Linked DNA regions of Sus scrofa: region 2 is linked to region 1. The links are chromatin contacts, called in public Hi-C maps. All regions are on one chromosome and are shown on one strand. The core of a region is the stretch at or near the end of the contact, and the rest is flanking DNA. Distances in the headings are between cores, read along the strand shown. Region 1 overlaps LOC102161092 (a long non-coding RNA gene). Region 2 overlaps COL28A1 (collagen alpha-1(XXVIII) chain).

The links. Hi-C and Micro-C count contacts between places; a contact is called where the count stands out from the background.
Region 2: a contact with region 1 is called in a Hi-C map of retroperitoneal adipose tissue, with 2.3 times the contacts expected there. The contact joins two enhancer-like sites. A contact is called at or near these places in 1 of 5 promoter capture datasets (liver), 26 of 47 Hi-C or Micro-C datasets (alveolar macrophages, blood, brain and 14 more) and 2 of 2 datasets of contacts at active chromatin or transcription factors (alveolar macrophages and skeletal muscle).

The regions. Positions count from the first base shown.
Region 1 is chr9:77,435,603-77,442,857 of Sscrofa11.1, reverse strand. All of the region lies in intron 3 of LOC102161092 (a long non-coding RNA gene), which reads left to right. Among named protein-coding and RNA genes, the nearest start is that of C1GALT1, 70 kb to the left of the region's middle. Within about 2 kb of position 4,012, at least 2 of the 83 cell types and tissues checked have an H3K27ac peak or open chromatin away from gene starts, as enhancers often do. A contact at or near this core is called in retroperitoneal adipose tissue, where this site is marked.
Region 2 is chr9:77,749,223-77,755,942 of Sscrofa11.1, reverse strand. It overlaps COL28A1 (collagen alpha-1(XXVIII) chain), which reads left to right. Exons shown (of 35, transcript XM_021063396.1): 21 at 2,476-2,547. The region is part of intron 2 of LOC110255476 (a long non-coding RNA gene); the gene reads right to left. Among named protein-coding and RNA genes, the nearest start is that of COL28A1, 89 kb to the left of the region's middle. Within about 2 kb of position 2,277, at least 1 of the 83 cell types and tissues checked has an H3K27ac peak or open chromatin away from gene starts, as enhancers often do. A contact at or near this core is called in retroperitoneal adipose tissue, where this site is marked.

The DNA.
Region 1 (7,255 bases), core at 2,763-5,262:
GCAGCTGTAGCTCTGATTCAGCCCCTAGCCTGGAAACCTCCATATGCTGAGGGTACGGCCCTAAAAAGCAAAAACAAAAAACGAAAACACCTGAGAGGATAGGGGCTTGGTGAGAGAGAGAGAGAGGTAGAGATGGAAGATTTACAAAGAATTAACTGTGTCAAACTTAGCATTATGAGATGTTAAGAAAAATATGGAGAAAGGCTTTCAAAGTTGCCTGGGGCATTTTAAATCCAAATTGCTATGTTTAGTTAAAATATCAATTGAATTTGAAGGGGGAAAAGGGCATTTTCAAATGTTTAGAGAATAGAAATTTTTTTCTCCAACACATCTTTTCTTAAAAAGTTACTTGAGGAGTTCCTCTTGTGGTTCAGTGGAAATGAACCGAGCTAGTTTCCTTGAGAATGTGGGTTCTATCCCTGGCCTCCCTCAGTGGGTTAAAGATCCAGCATTGCCACGAGCTGAAGTGTAGGTCGCAGATGCAGCATGGATCCCAAGTTGCTGTGACTGTGGTGTAGCTCGGCAGCTGCAGTTCTGATTAGACCCCTTGCCTGGGAACTTCCATATGCTGCATTTGCAGTCCTAAAAAGCATTTTACAAAAAGAGAAAGAAAGATGAAGGTGGGGTAGGGTGAGGGTAGTGCATAGGAAGCAGGGTAGTAAAGTCCCAGGATGATCGCTGGCAGCAGCCTACAGAGCACTCAGCACACATTAGAGCAGCAGGACTGGGGACTCCAGATAGAAACCGAACAGAAAAAGCCTGTGGTGGATAGGACTAATTCACAGAGAGCTTGAAAATACTGAGCTTATAATAGAGGTACAGAATTCCTAGTCTAGGAGTTCCCGTCGTGGCGCAGTGGTTAACGAATCCGACTAGGAACCATGAGGTTGCCGGTTCGGTCCCTGCCCTTGCTCAGTGGGTTAACGATCCGGCGTTGCCGTGAGCTGTGGTGTAGGTCGCAGACGCGGCTCGGATCCTGCGTTGCTGTGGCTCTGGCGTAGGCCGGTGGCTACAGCTCCGATTCAACCCCTAGCCTGGGAACCTCCATATGCCGCGGGAGCGGCCCAAGAAATAGCAACAACAACAACAGACAAAAAGAGGCAAAAAGACAAAAAAAAAAAAAAAAAAGAATTCCTAGTCTAAAACGAAGTAACGTGTTCTGTTCTAAGCAGCTGGTGAAGTGTAAAAAAACTGTCGAACCACAGTTTTGATCTCTGGGCAGCAAATAAGTAGTCTCTTTTGTGTGAAATTGGGCAATCATGGCCCTGGAACTGTGAAGCAGAGAACAGCGCCTGAGCATCCATACCTTTATGCCTAGTCACACCTGGAGTGTTTGTATTACGACTTTGTGTGGGAAAATGTCAGGAAGGATACAAGGGGCGGTGTTAACAATTGTGGTTGGAAATGGGAATTGAGTATGTTTTCTTTTTGTTTATCTGTATTTTTCTAAATTGTCTAATTGTCAAATTTCTAAATCTGTTTGTTAGATATGTGATTTTAGTGGTGTCAATGATTTTAAAAAGAGTGTAGAGAAAATTGTGACAATGTTATGCAGGAAAAACATGGACTTTGAAGATAGAAGATGTCTTCAACTCCTGGCTTTAGTGTTTATGAGCAAATCAAGAGAGCTGGTCATCTCTTTAAGACCCAGCAGGACCAGTTAAGAGGCCAAAAGCAGGTTAAAAGACCTTCCAGGTGTACATTCGAATGTTCTGTGTCTTAAAGTGCCAAGCATGTGCCAGGCACAGGAAACAGAGGAATAAGATACAGGAAGATCTCCAAGTCAGAGAAGGAGCAGACCAGGAAAACTTTAGTCACATGGCAGAGTGAAGGGCACTGGAGTGCCCTGGAACTCCAGAAAAATGGAAGCCTCACCCCCTCAAACCAGGGAGGGTCCCATGAGGCTTCTTGGGTGTTTTTGCTTTTGTTTTTGTCCCGCAGCAATGCCATATCTGAGCTGCATCTGCAACCTACACCACAGCTCATGGCAACGCCAGATCCTTAACCCACTGAACGAGGCCAGGGATTGAACCAGTGTCCTCATGGATGCTAGTCAGATTCGTTTCTGCTGGGCCATGACTGGAACTCCTGATGAGGTTTCTTATAGGAGGTGACATAAGACAAGCAGGGACAAGTAGGAACATGGAGGACATGGAAAAGGCATTCGTGGCAGGGGGATGGCATACTTGGTGAAAAGATCTGGTGATCCTGCAGCTGCTAGTGGCCTGGGGTGGGGGTTAGAGCCTGGGGGGCGGGGGGCCATGTGTGATCCTGGCATGGTGGGTGGGAGTGGGTCCTGAAGAAGCTACGAACTCTCCTAAGGTGCCTGGGCTTTTACAAGATTCACTCTGGTAATGGATTGGAAAGGAATGTTGCTAAGGTCATTATAATGTGAGTATAGAAGAATGTATGTGACCTTCCTGCCGTCCTCATCTAACACCATTTCCTCTACCTCCCCTGCTGTTCCCAGGCTAGGGGTTGAATTGGATCTGGAGCTGCTGGCCTATGCCACAGCCACAGCAACACGGGATGCTTAAACCACTGAGCAAGGCCAGGGATTGAACCTGCGTCCTCATGGATACTAGTCAAATTTATTACATTTTTATTTTTTTATTTTATTTTTTTCTAAAATGTTATTTTTTTTATTACTCAAATGAATTTATCACATCTGTGGTTGTATAATCACCATAACAATTTGATTTCACAGGATTTCCATCCCACAACCCAAGCACATCCTCCCACCCCCCAAACTGTCTCCTCCAGAGACCATAAGTTTTTCAATGTCTGTGAGTCAGCATCTGTTCTGCAAAGTTCAGTCTGTCCTTTTTTTCAGATTCCACATGTCAGTAAAAGCATTTGATGTTGGTGTCTCATTGTATGACTGACTTCACTTAGCATGATAATTTCTAGGTCCATCCATGTTGCTAAAAATGCCACTATTTCATTCCTTTTAATGGCTGAGTAATATTCCATTGTGTATATGTACCACATCTTCTAGATCCACTCCTCTGTCAATGGACATTTGGGTTGTTTCCATGTCTTGGCTATTGCAAATAGTGCTGCAATGAACATCAGAGTACATGTGTCTTTGTGAGTCATGATTTTCTCTGGAGGGAACTCCTTACATTTTTATTCTTAAACTTATTGGATCACTTACCTATTATAGCCTTGCTCCCCAAGTAGACTGTAAGCCCCACAGGGCAAACACTGTGTCTGTTTTATTCACCAATGCAGTGTACATACCCTGTGCTGGAAGAGTAGTGGAAACTTAGTAATTATTATTTGTTGAGCAAACAGATGCCCAAAATAAGGCAGCAACTCTGGAGATGGAAGTAGAAGGCAGATTTGAGAATAGATGGAATAGACAGAACCTGATGATTGATTGATTCAGGCAGCTGTGCTGGGGTGAGGGTTGGCATGAGGGTTGGGGTGGAAGAGGGCAAAGATGCATCTTCTGTCTTCTAGGGGCCGGACTTGGGAGACATCAAAACTGAGCTGGTGGTTGTAGGGCGAGGGTGGGTAGGCTGGGGAGGGGTGGGTTGGGATGAGAATGAGTTCTCATCAGGGAATTATTGCAATGCTGAACTCATTCCGCAGGTTTAACTCCCCTGCCTGCCTGCTCTTTCAGTGGTTCTTAAACTTAGAATAACCTGGAAAGACTCCACACGGGGACCTTCCTTAGACCAATTAAGTCTGAGGATAGGGGCTGAGCATCAGTATTTTTATACTTTTAAAATACGGATATTCCAGTGAAGACCTTTGTCCTATGGGTTTCCCGATGAAAGTTCTCTTCCTGCCTCTTCCCTCAGAAAGCCTGGGTTTATCAATCATCTCAGCTCACTGATGCCCCACCTGCCCCCAGAGGCATCAGCTGGCTTCTCGTCTTCACCAGGGTTGGGTCCTGGCACTGAAACCCCTTGACAAATATTTGTGCTTTTCATTAGCCACTGCCTGGCAGATGTGTCCCCTTGGCCAATATTTGCACTTGTGGATGACTACACTTAAAGTTTAATGATGTGTTTTACTTAAGATGTATAAAGGATGTGAATTACTTGTTTTCCTGTTTGCTTTTGAACCTTGGGAAAGGCCCAGATGATCCTCTTTAGTCCTTATTCATTTTCTCAAACATTTCTCAATTTGGGCCTATAAAAATAAATCCAATGATGTAATATCCAATCTCTAATTTCTTGCCAATAGCCAGGAAGCATCTTTTTGGTTGGTAGTGCATTGAGGGGGAGAGACAGCACATTGTGTACCAAAACAAAATTGGGCTGTGGTTGTCTTCTGGGGTAATCCCTAGTGGTTATGTATTATGGACGTTACTCCAAGTTTCAGTGGTTTTCAAGACCCCAGATAAACAACTGACAGTAAGGAGACCCAGAAATGAAACCTTGTTGCTTGTAAATTAATATGTTAAAAGACAAGAAGTTTTTTTCTTCTTCTTCCAAGTTTATACATTATTTGACAGTAGAAACTTTGCGTCTTTGTTCCTTATTTAGTTTATACACACATTCTTTGATCCTGGAGACAAGTTTTATACTTGCAGACTTTGATTTCTTTCATGGCAAAGCTTCTGGGAGAACTGATGGGAGGAGAGATGGCTTTTTGCCAGTGTAAGCCTAGTGAGGGAGCAGAAAATGGCTCTTCCAGGAGAAGGAGCCCCACGCGCATAGGACTTGGTTTGGATGAGGAAATGCAAGTGATTGGCCGACTGGCATATAGCTGGGCGGGGCTACGTGAAGGCCTAGGCTGAAGCGATGGGAGGACAGAGGGCAGATAACAGGGGGTCCTGTATACTTGCATGCTACCCCACAATCTGTGGTTACTCCTTCCTCCACTGTATCCCACACATTGATCTTCCCAAAATGTAGATCATTTTGCTTCTCACTTAAAGATAAATATATATCTCACTATGTTGCCCAATTCTTTAGATTCCCTCAGTCTATTTTTTTGAGATTTTTTCCCCCCTGCTTCTTTATTTAAAGGCAAAGGATAGAAGCATAAAGCAGCATAAAGAAAAAAAATAAAAGGACAACACTGGAGTTTCCACTGTGGTACAGTGGGTTAAGGATCATACTGCAGCAGCTTGGAGCCCTGAGGAGGTAGGTGTTCGATTCCCAGCCCAGCTTAGTGGGTTAAGGATCCGGTGTTGCTGCAGCTGTGCCATAGGTTGCTGCTGCAGCTTGGATTTGATACCTGGCCCAGACACTTCCATAGGCTGTGGGTGTAGCCAAAAAAAAAAAAAAAAAAGTAGAAAGAAAAACCACAGGCAGGCATTGGGGTTCCAAGAGACATTCTGCAAGGGAGCCTAAACAGAGTCATTTCTTTCGCACACACGAGACTACACAGCCTGTATGACTTGAACCTGTCGAATTCCTCGTGAAGAATTTACCTTTAGGACAAGTCTTGAAAAATCCTACAGTATTTAAGTCCTTTAAAGAGTCAATTAATGCTTATGAAATGGGTTGTTATAAGAAAGCAGCAGGGTCTGCTGCTTAAGATCTTGATTCCTTCTTACCCCAACCTTATTTGTCTGCCAATTTCGGCATTTTGCAAATGTTCCTTACTCTGTTCTCGGGTGGCTGTGTGCTGAGAGCACTGAACCCCAACCACTAGACCACAAGGACCAGCAACTTGATGTAGGTCCCCAGTCCTCATCCCTTTGGAGAAAAAAAATTCGGGAACAAAACAGCATAGTGAGGCAAATCAAGTGTTTATTTATTTATTTATTGCTTTTTAGGGCCACACTCATGGCATATGAAGGTTCCCAGGCTAGGGGTCGGATCAGAGCTGTAGCCTCTGGCCTACACCACAGCCACAGCAACACCAGATCCGAGCCTCATCTGCAACCTACACCACAGCTCATGGCAATGCCAGATCCTTAACCCACTGAGAGAGGCCAAGGATCAAACCTGGATACTAGTCAGATTTGTTTTGCTGAGTCACGACAGGAACTCCAAGTGTTTATTAAGAGAGAGGTGTGGAGAAAGCACAGGCCTGGCTGGGGTGGGGTTGGGGGGCAGTGGTGCAGAGAAAGACACAAACAACGAGCTAGAGAGAGAGAATGCTTTGGAATGCTTTACCCGTGCTTTGGAGGTGGTTTAAATCACTTTTATGGGGACAGTCCTTCTGGGCTTCCTCTGGCCAATCGTCTCACTTTGTCTGGCCTTGAGGCCGAAATTTGGCCTGACCCAGGGCCCTCCCCTCTGTGTCCTGCTCTTTTATCCAAGACGCATGCTAGTGCAAGAGTGTCTGGGAAGTTGACAGGAGGTATTATGGTCTGGCGCCCCGCCCTTCGCTGACCGCTAAGGAACCTTTCTGCACATGTGTAGTTCAGGAGATTCCTTGCCTCAAGAATGGGAAATATGTGATCTCTTTATCTTTTATCCAAGCAGGAAACAGTTTGTCCTTGTTCCTGCCATAATCTTTATCCTGAGTATTTGTTCATAGGGGTCAGATTCCGTTTGCTTAGCCGGGGACCTACCTATCTCCTGCCTCATGTCCAACCTCCATGCTTTTGCTTAAAGGATTCCTTTTTAAAAGAATGCCCATTCTCCCTCTCTACCTGGGAAGGCTTGCCTATGCTTAAGGATCTAATTTTTTTTTTAGACCTATAGCATATGGAATTTCTTGGGTCAGGCAGGGATCGAACCTGCACCACAGCAGTGACCTAAGCCACTGCAGTGACAATGCTGGATCCATAGCCCACGGTGCCACATAAGAACTCCTTGAGGGTCTAATTGAAGTGTGATTTCCTTCATCTGGTTGCATTGTCATTCCAGGTGGAAGTGACTTTTATCTATACTTGTCTAGCGTTTAATTTTTTTAAATTTTAATTGAAATACATATATTTCTTCAGAATAAGTGTACAGGTTGATGAAGTTTCATAAACTGAACACATTTGTGACACCAAGAATCAGAATGTCACCAGCACCCCAGAAACCCTTTCTCCCATCACCACACCCACCCAAGGGTGACTGTGTTCCATGCTTCCAGGTATAGATGAATTCTGAACTTCATAAAAATCAAGATCATAATGCATGTACTCTTTCATATCTAGCTTCTTTCCCCTAATATTATGTTTGTGAAGTTCATCCATGTTACTATATGTATCTGTGGATGATACATCCTTGTAGCTTGTGGCTATATGATTAAATTGTGTGAATATACTGCAATTTAGTCAGGCATCTACTTTTTTTTTCTTTCTCTTCCAATTTTTAGGCTGCACTTACAGATATGGAAGTTCCCAGGCTAG
Region 2 (6,720 bases), core at 1,028-3,527, 310 kb before region 1:
ATTTTTCATTTTCCTAACAACTGTCATAGGCCCAGCCTATAGGAAGAGTTCAACATATGTTTTCTCAATAAACAGCTAGATTGACATTTATAAAATACATCACAGGGGAAAAAAGAGCCTTGAGATACATCCTTGAGACTTGAAAGTTCATAAATTTTTTCCAAATATTTCTACATGCTCATGCAGTAATGAAAAATATCACCTATTAAGTGGCACTTTCACAACACGGCATAAATTTATTTTACGCATTGTAGAAATGATAGTTGAGTAATATCTTTATATGTCAAGATGAGAATATCAAAATTCATCAATAAGACCTAAGGGGTCAGATGTTCCAGCAGTTCTTATGTTCAGTCATCAATGCTCATATAAATATTCCGAAGAATTATATATGAGTAAAGTAAAAATAAAATCTATATACTTACTAATGTTCTATTTATAATCCTATTAAAATAGCAATTGATAGCTTAAGATATATCTTTTGAGAACATTGTCTAAAACTGAGTCATTAACCTTAAATGTGAGAATTTGAAATGTAAATATACTTGTAGAATTTCAAACACTTAAAATTACTAACCAGACTATGAGATCTACTTTTGGGGTGGGAGGGTGGGCAGGAGGAAGTGGAAATGTGAACAGATAATATCCTTTTAACATCATGCCAAAAAAAAGTTCTAGAAGTAATTGCCCACTAACATTCAGGAGAGCTAATGTTTTCTTCCATATACCCTTGGGAACAAATGATATCTAAGAGAGCTAAGCTTTGAATCCGTGTTTTGCAGTAGTTGGAGAAAGAGCATTCAGAACAGCATGAAGATAGATAGAATGAATACACAGAACCATGTCAGGGAAACCAAGGAGAAATGTTTTCAAGAGGAAAGCAATGTGTGGTGGGAAATATCCCAGCAGGGCAAGGAGAATAGACGTTAACTAGAGCTGGGCTTTGAGGTGATTTGGGGCTTATGGAAGGCCATATCACATACCCAACACATGCTGTGTCTCAATGTTGGCACTTTATTTAGTGGATTCCTACTGATGGCTTCTTCTTCTTCTTCTTTTTTTTTTTTTTTGTCTTTCTCTCTTTTTAGGGCCACGCCCACGGCATGTGGAGGTTCCCAGGCTAGGGGTCTAATTCGAACTGTAGCCGCTGGCCTATACCACAGCCACAGCCATAGCAACACCAGATCCAAGCCGAGTCTGCAACCTACACCACAGATCACGGCAATGCTGGATCCTTAACCCACCGAGCAAGGCCAGGGATCAAACCCCCTACCTCATTGTTCCAAGTTGGATTCATTTCCTCTGTGCCATGCCAGGGACACACCTGCTGTTGGCTTTAGATCAATAAATTAAGTTTGGTAGTGAGTGGGAGGAAATAAATAGTTGTGGATAGATTTCATCTCTATTGGCAAATGATAATGATAAAATAAGTGATTTTGGGACATTTAACAAGTTTTTAAAATTTTCTGTCACTACTCTCCATCAGTATGTGTGTTAGGGAGTTAATCATATATCTGTGGACTCTATAGTTACCTCTTCTTCTTAGAAAAGTGTCTGGTTTCTGATGACTTTGGTAGAGTCCAGTGGTTCTGAAAGTGTGGTCCCAGGAACAGCAGCACCAGCATCACCAGGGAGTGCATCAGAAAAGTAAATTATTGGACTGCCATGCAGAACTACTAAATCAGGAACACTGAGTGTGGGGCCCAGCCATCCCTAGGTGACTCAGATGCATGCACAGGTGTGAAAAGTGTGGTACCATCATTTCTGTTATAAGTACAGAATGGCCTTGGCTACAAAGCCCAAGGAGTTCTTTTGGTGAGGTGGGCACACACTTAGGTATAGTGCCTTGCTGATAAGCCTTAGAAGAAGGAGAGTTTGGGAATGCCCTGAGGCTTCTGGTTGAAGGTAATGCAGTTCCCTGCGGAGACCACAGGTGTAGACAAGCCTGTTGGAGAATACCAGGCAGTTTCTAGCTCTGCCCTGGGTTGATGCTCACTCATCTTGCTGCCAAGTGAATTATTGGCTTCCTTACAGAGAAAGGACTAGCCTCTCCTCTGAGAAAGAAATGGAGCTGGATTTGAAAAATGTCTCATTTTACATTTTAAAACTGAAATAGCCCGAAAGCTGAAAAACAGCAGGAAAAAGCATAGATGGCTCTCTTCTGAAACTGTGACTGTCTCAGAACCATCTGTTAATAGAGTGAGAAGGCAAAAGAATTGTAAGTTCAAAATCCCCACAGAAAGATAGTGAACATTGAGTCTAGAAAATATTAAATCCTACTGAATAAACGGGAAGCACTGAACAGTTCTGAATTCATCTGATCTGCTCAAGAACATCGACAAACCCTGTACAGCTGTGCTGGTCCTGGGGAACATCACTTTACAGTTGGTATTTACTGAGGATCTGGCCAGGATAAGGTTAAGACGTTGGAAAGACTATTAATATAACAATTGTTTTTATAATTGTTTTTGTTAGGGGGATGAAGGAAAGAAAGGGAGCAAAGGAAATCAAGGACAGAGGGGATTTCCTGGGCCAGAAGGACCGAAGGTATGTTTCTTATATTCTCGTTTATGTTTTGGGAAGATGGTAATTATATATGGTTTTAATGGAATATTAGATTTCTGCTGTTTCTTTTTTAAATGATTTTTATTTTTTCCATCATAGCTGGTTTATATTCGCTGTTTCCTTCTTAATAAATTAAAAAAAAAGTCCCCAAATGAAAAAGGCTTTAGAAAACATACTGTTCCAGACCATAATAGTATCAAATAAAGAGACTGCATAGAACATGAGATCTTCATTGGAATGTTTATGCTTCTTTTTCTTTTCTTTCTTTCCTTTTTTTTTTTTTTTTTTTTTGTCTTTTTAGGGCCACACCTGAGGCATATGGAGGTTCCTGGGCTAGAGGTTGAATCAGGGCTGCAGTGTGTATGCCACAGTAACACAAGATCTGAGCCACATCTGTGACCTACACCACAGCTCACAGCAACACCAGATCCTTAACCCACTGAGTGAGGCCAGGGATTGAACCCACATCCTCACAGACACTATGTCAGGTCTTAACCTGCCGAGCCACAGTGGGAACACTTATGCTTCTAGGAGAGCATCTGTGTGTCGGTCCTCTCTAGTAACAACCAGATATTCAGAAGTTGAGATGAAGTTAGGACCATAGGAGACAGCAATTCTCCATCAGCTTGTTTGGCTGAACAAGAACAGAAACGTTGCAGATGGAGAGGTGGTTCAGTGAGGATGAAGAGCAGGGCTTCACAAGGTGGGGAGTGGACTCCCACTCTGCACCATCCTAGGAACCTTGGGGCACCCATCACTTCAATCGTAGGGGAAAAAAAAGAGTAATAGTATCTATTTCTCAGCGTCGTTGTGAAGACTAAAAGTGAGTAAAGCACTTAGCACAGCTCCTGGCACATAGTAAGTGTTCAACTCATGGAGTCATTCAGAAAGGAAAAAATCAATACTGTGAAATGGAAGGTGGGGCGTAGGTGTCCTGATAAACTGTCCAAGATGGGATGCTGAGGAAGAAGTAAGGATATTGTGAAGCAAGCAATTAGGTGTCCTGACTCAAGCAGGAGAGAATATCGAGGTCGTCCAGATGTGTCAGGAAACAGAAATGGCAAACCTGAGAGAGTTCAGTCCTCTAGAAACATGCTAATTGTATGAAGGAGTGTATTCAAGGACCAGACTATTAAAGTACCTCTAAAAAAAAAATGTGCCAGCTAGACAGGAGCAGACACAAAACAAAGAATGCCCTGTAGACCAATGATTCTTCAACTTCACTGTCCATCAGTACTGCCTGGGAGCTTGATACAAACCCCTGTATCTTGGCACTATGCCGAGAGATCTGAATTTGGGACGTGGGTGGGTCCCAAGAATCGGCTTTTCTTAAATAAGTGCCTTCTGTTGCAGATGGTTCAAGAGGCAAATGATGAGAAAAGCCGTCATATAGGAAATGTGTTGTATTGGAACAGTGATTACTCTTTACGTCTTAGTTAGTCTTAACGTGAATATTTTTCCGTATTTTGAAAAAAGCTTTTGTTGATGAAGAATTGCCATGTTTTCCTATGATAAACTATAATGGGAAAGAATATTAAAAAAAGAGTGTATAGGAATTCCTATTGTGGCCCAGCAGGTAAAGGACCCCGTGTAGCCTCCATGAAGATGTGGGTTTGATTCCTGGCCTTGCTCAGTGGGTTAAGGATCCGGCATTGCTGTGACTGTGGCATGGCCCTAAGCTGAAGCTCTGATTTGACCCCTAGCCTGGGAATTTCCATATGCCAAAGGTCCAGCCATAAAAAGGAAAAAAAAAAAGTCTGTATGTATATTCATACAACTGAATCCCTTTGCTGTAGAGCAGAAATTAACACAATGTTGTAAATCAACTATACTTCAAGAAAAAAAAAAGAATTGCCCTATTTTAAAACAGAATCACACCTCAATAAAGGTCTTTAAAAGAACTGCATATGTTCTATATACATGAATTTGTATCTAAAAGTAATTGGTCTCTTTTTAAAAGAGTAGAATAGATTCAATCTAGAAGCATAATTTTGCCTAACCGTTTTTTTTTTTTGTGAAAATTTTACCAGGTTAGTGTTTTTTTCTTTGCCATGGGATTGAATAGGGTGGTTATCTGTGGCCCAAATCCTGACCATGTCTGGAGCCATTGCCTCACAGGATTAGAATTAAGAGCTAGCACTTGGATCACTGGCCCCCTATGCTGGTATGCTTGGATTGGGTAATCAGCACAGCGGGAGGCCTGGCTGTGAAGATGGGCATGGCTCAGGGCAGGTGTGATTACCAGTGAATGTGATGGATAGAGTTCCTCTTGGAGGAGGCAGGAGAACCAAATAGTTCATTCTCTAAGGCAGGAGGAGGCAAAATTTTTGGTGAAAGTGCAGGCGGCAGATATTTTAGGCTGTGTGGGTCAAGAAGCAAAACTAAGGATATTATGTAGGTGCCCATGTAACAATTGTTTAAAAATGTGAAAACCAGTTTTTAGCCTTGGGGGTGCAAAACCAGGTGGCAGGCAGGATTTGGCCCACAAGTCCCAGCTTGCAGCACTTACTCTAGATCAGTCTTTTCCAAACTGCTAGATTACACATCCCTGCTAGTAAACAAAATTTGGCCACACTCCAATAGAGGTTTGTTTATTTTTCAATTGTAGTTTTTATTCATAAACTATTATATGAGAGTTCCCATCGTGGCTCAGTGGAAGTGAATCTGACTAGTATCCATGAGGATGCAGGTTCAATCCCTGGCCTCGCTCAGTGGGTTAAGGATCTGGCATTGCTGTGAGCTATGATATAGGTTGCAGATGTGGCTCAGATCCCAAATTGCTGTGGCTATCTATGGTGTTGGCCAGCAGCTGTATCTCTGATTCCACCCATAGCCTGGGAACCTCCATATGCCATGGGTGTGGCCCTAAAAAGACAAAACAAACAAACAAACAAAAACTATCATGTGTCATGAGATTTACATAAATAATTAAAATTTAAAAGATGAGATAAAAGCATCCAATGAAGCCCTAATATATTCTTCTCAGATCCCAAATTGGTTAGTTTGAACACCCTGTGTGGAGTGTACACTCTCTTTTAAAGACAGCTGTTTTGTGTGGTGTTTTTAAGTGAAATAATGGTACCTTCATCAGAATCACCTAAGCTACCTCATAAAAATTCATATTCCTGGGTCCAGCCCCTAGAGCTATTGATATAAAATCTCTCAGGCTGGGAGTTCCTGTTGTGGCTCAGTGGAAATGAACCTGACTAGTATCCATGAGGATGTGGGTTTGATCGCTGGCTCCACTCAGTGGGTTCAGGATCCGGCATTGCCAAGAGCTGTGGTGTTGGTTTCAGATGTAGCTAAGATCCTGCATTGCTGTGTCATAGGCCGACAGCTGTAGCTCCAACTGGACCCTTAGCCTGGGAACTTCCATATGCGGCCCTGAAAAAAAAAATCTTTTGGGCTGAAACCCTGGACCCCCGTGTTTCATCAGGTTTTTCTGATGATGTATCTGCTGCCTAAATTTGAGAATCATTGGTCTAGAAGCAAGAGGTAGATATATTGTCTGCTGTTCAGACTGAGTCTTTATTGAGACTCCTATTGAGACAATAAAACAAAACTGAGATACGTTTTAATTTTTTCTGTCCAAAATTTAAAAAAAAAAACGTAAAGTCTTGACTTCTAAAGAGGGATGTGAAAGAGCATAAAATGAAAGACTGCTGTACTGTGGGCCAGAAAGTAAAGTAACAGAGGAAAAAGGTATAAACTAGAAGGAACATGATTTATTTACCAAGTGTACCCCAAATTTATAATTGTTATAAGTGAACAAATAGTTACCTCTGAGCTTCCTGGCACACAACATGAGAATGAATCACCACAAACTGAATACTTATTATTTGCTAGTAAAATGATGCACAGGAGAGAAAAATTCCCCATTACTCAGAAATTAACTAAATGCACTTATTAAAGGCTCTGAACTCTTAGTGATCAGTAACTTTAGGGGTGATTTAACAAAGATGCTTAAAATATTTTTGCATTGGTCTGTGAATATTATGACTTAATGTGTCACAATACTTTTAAAATGCTCCATCACTTCTCAGCCTTTTGGATAAATCGAGTGTAATACTTTAAAATGCTGGAAACACATATATATATATTTTCCTGTAATAATTCCTATATGTTGTTTTTGTGTTCAAAGTATAATGAATACTT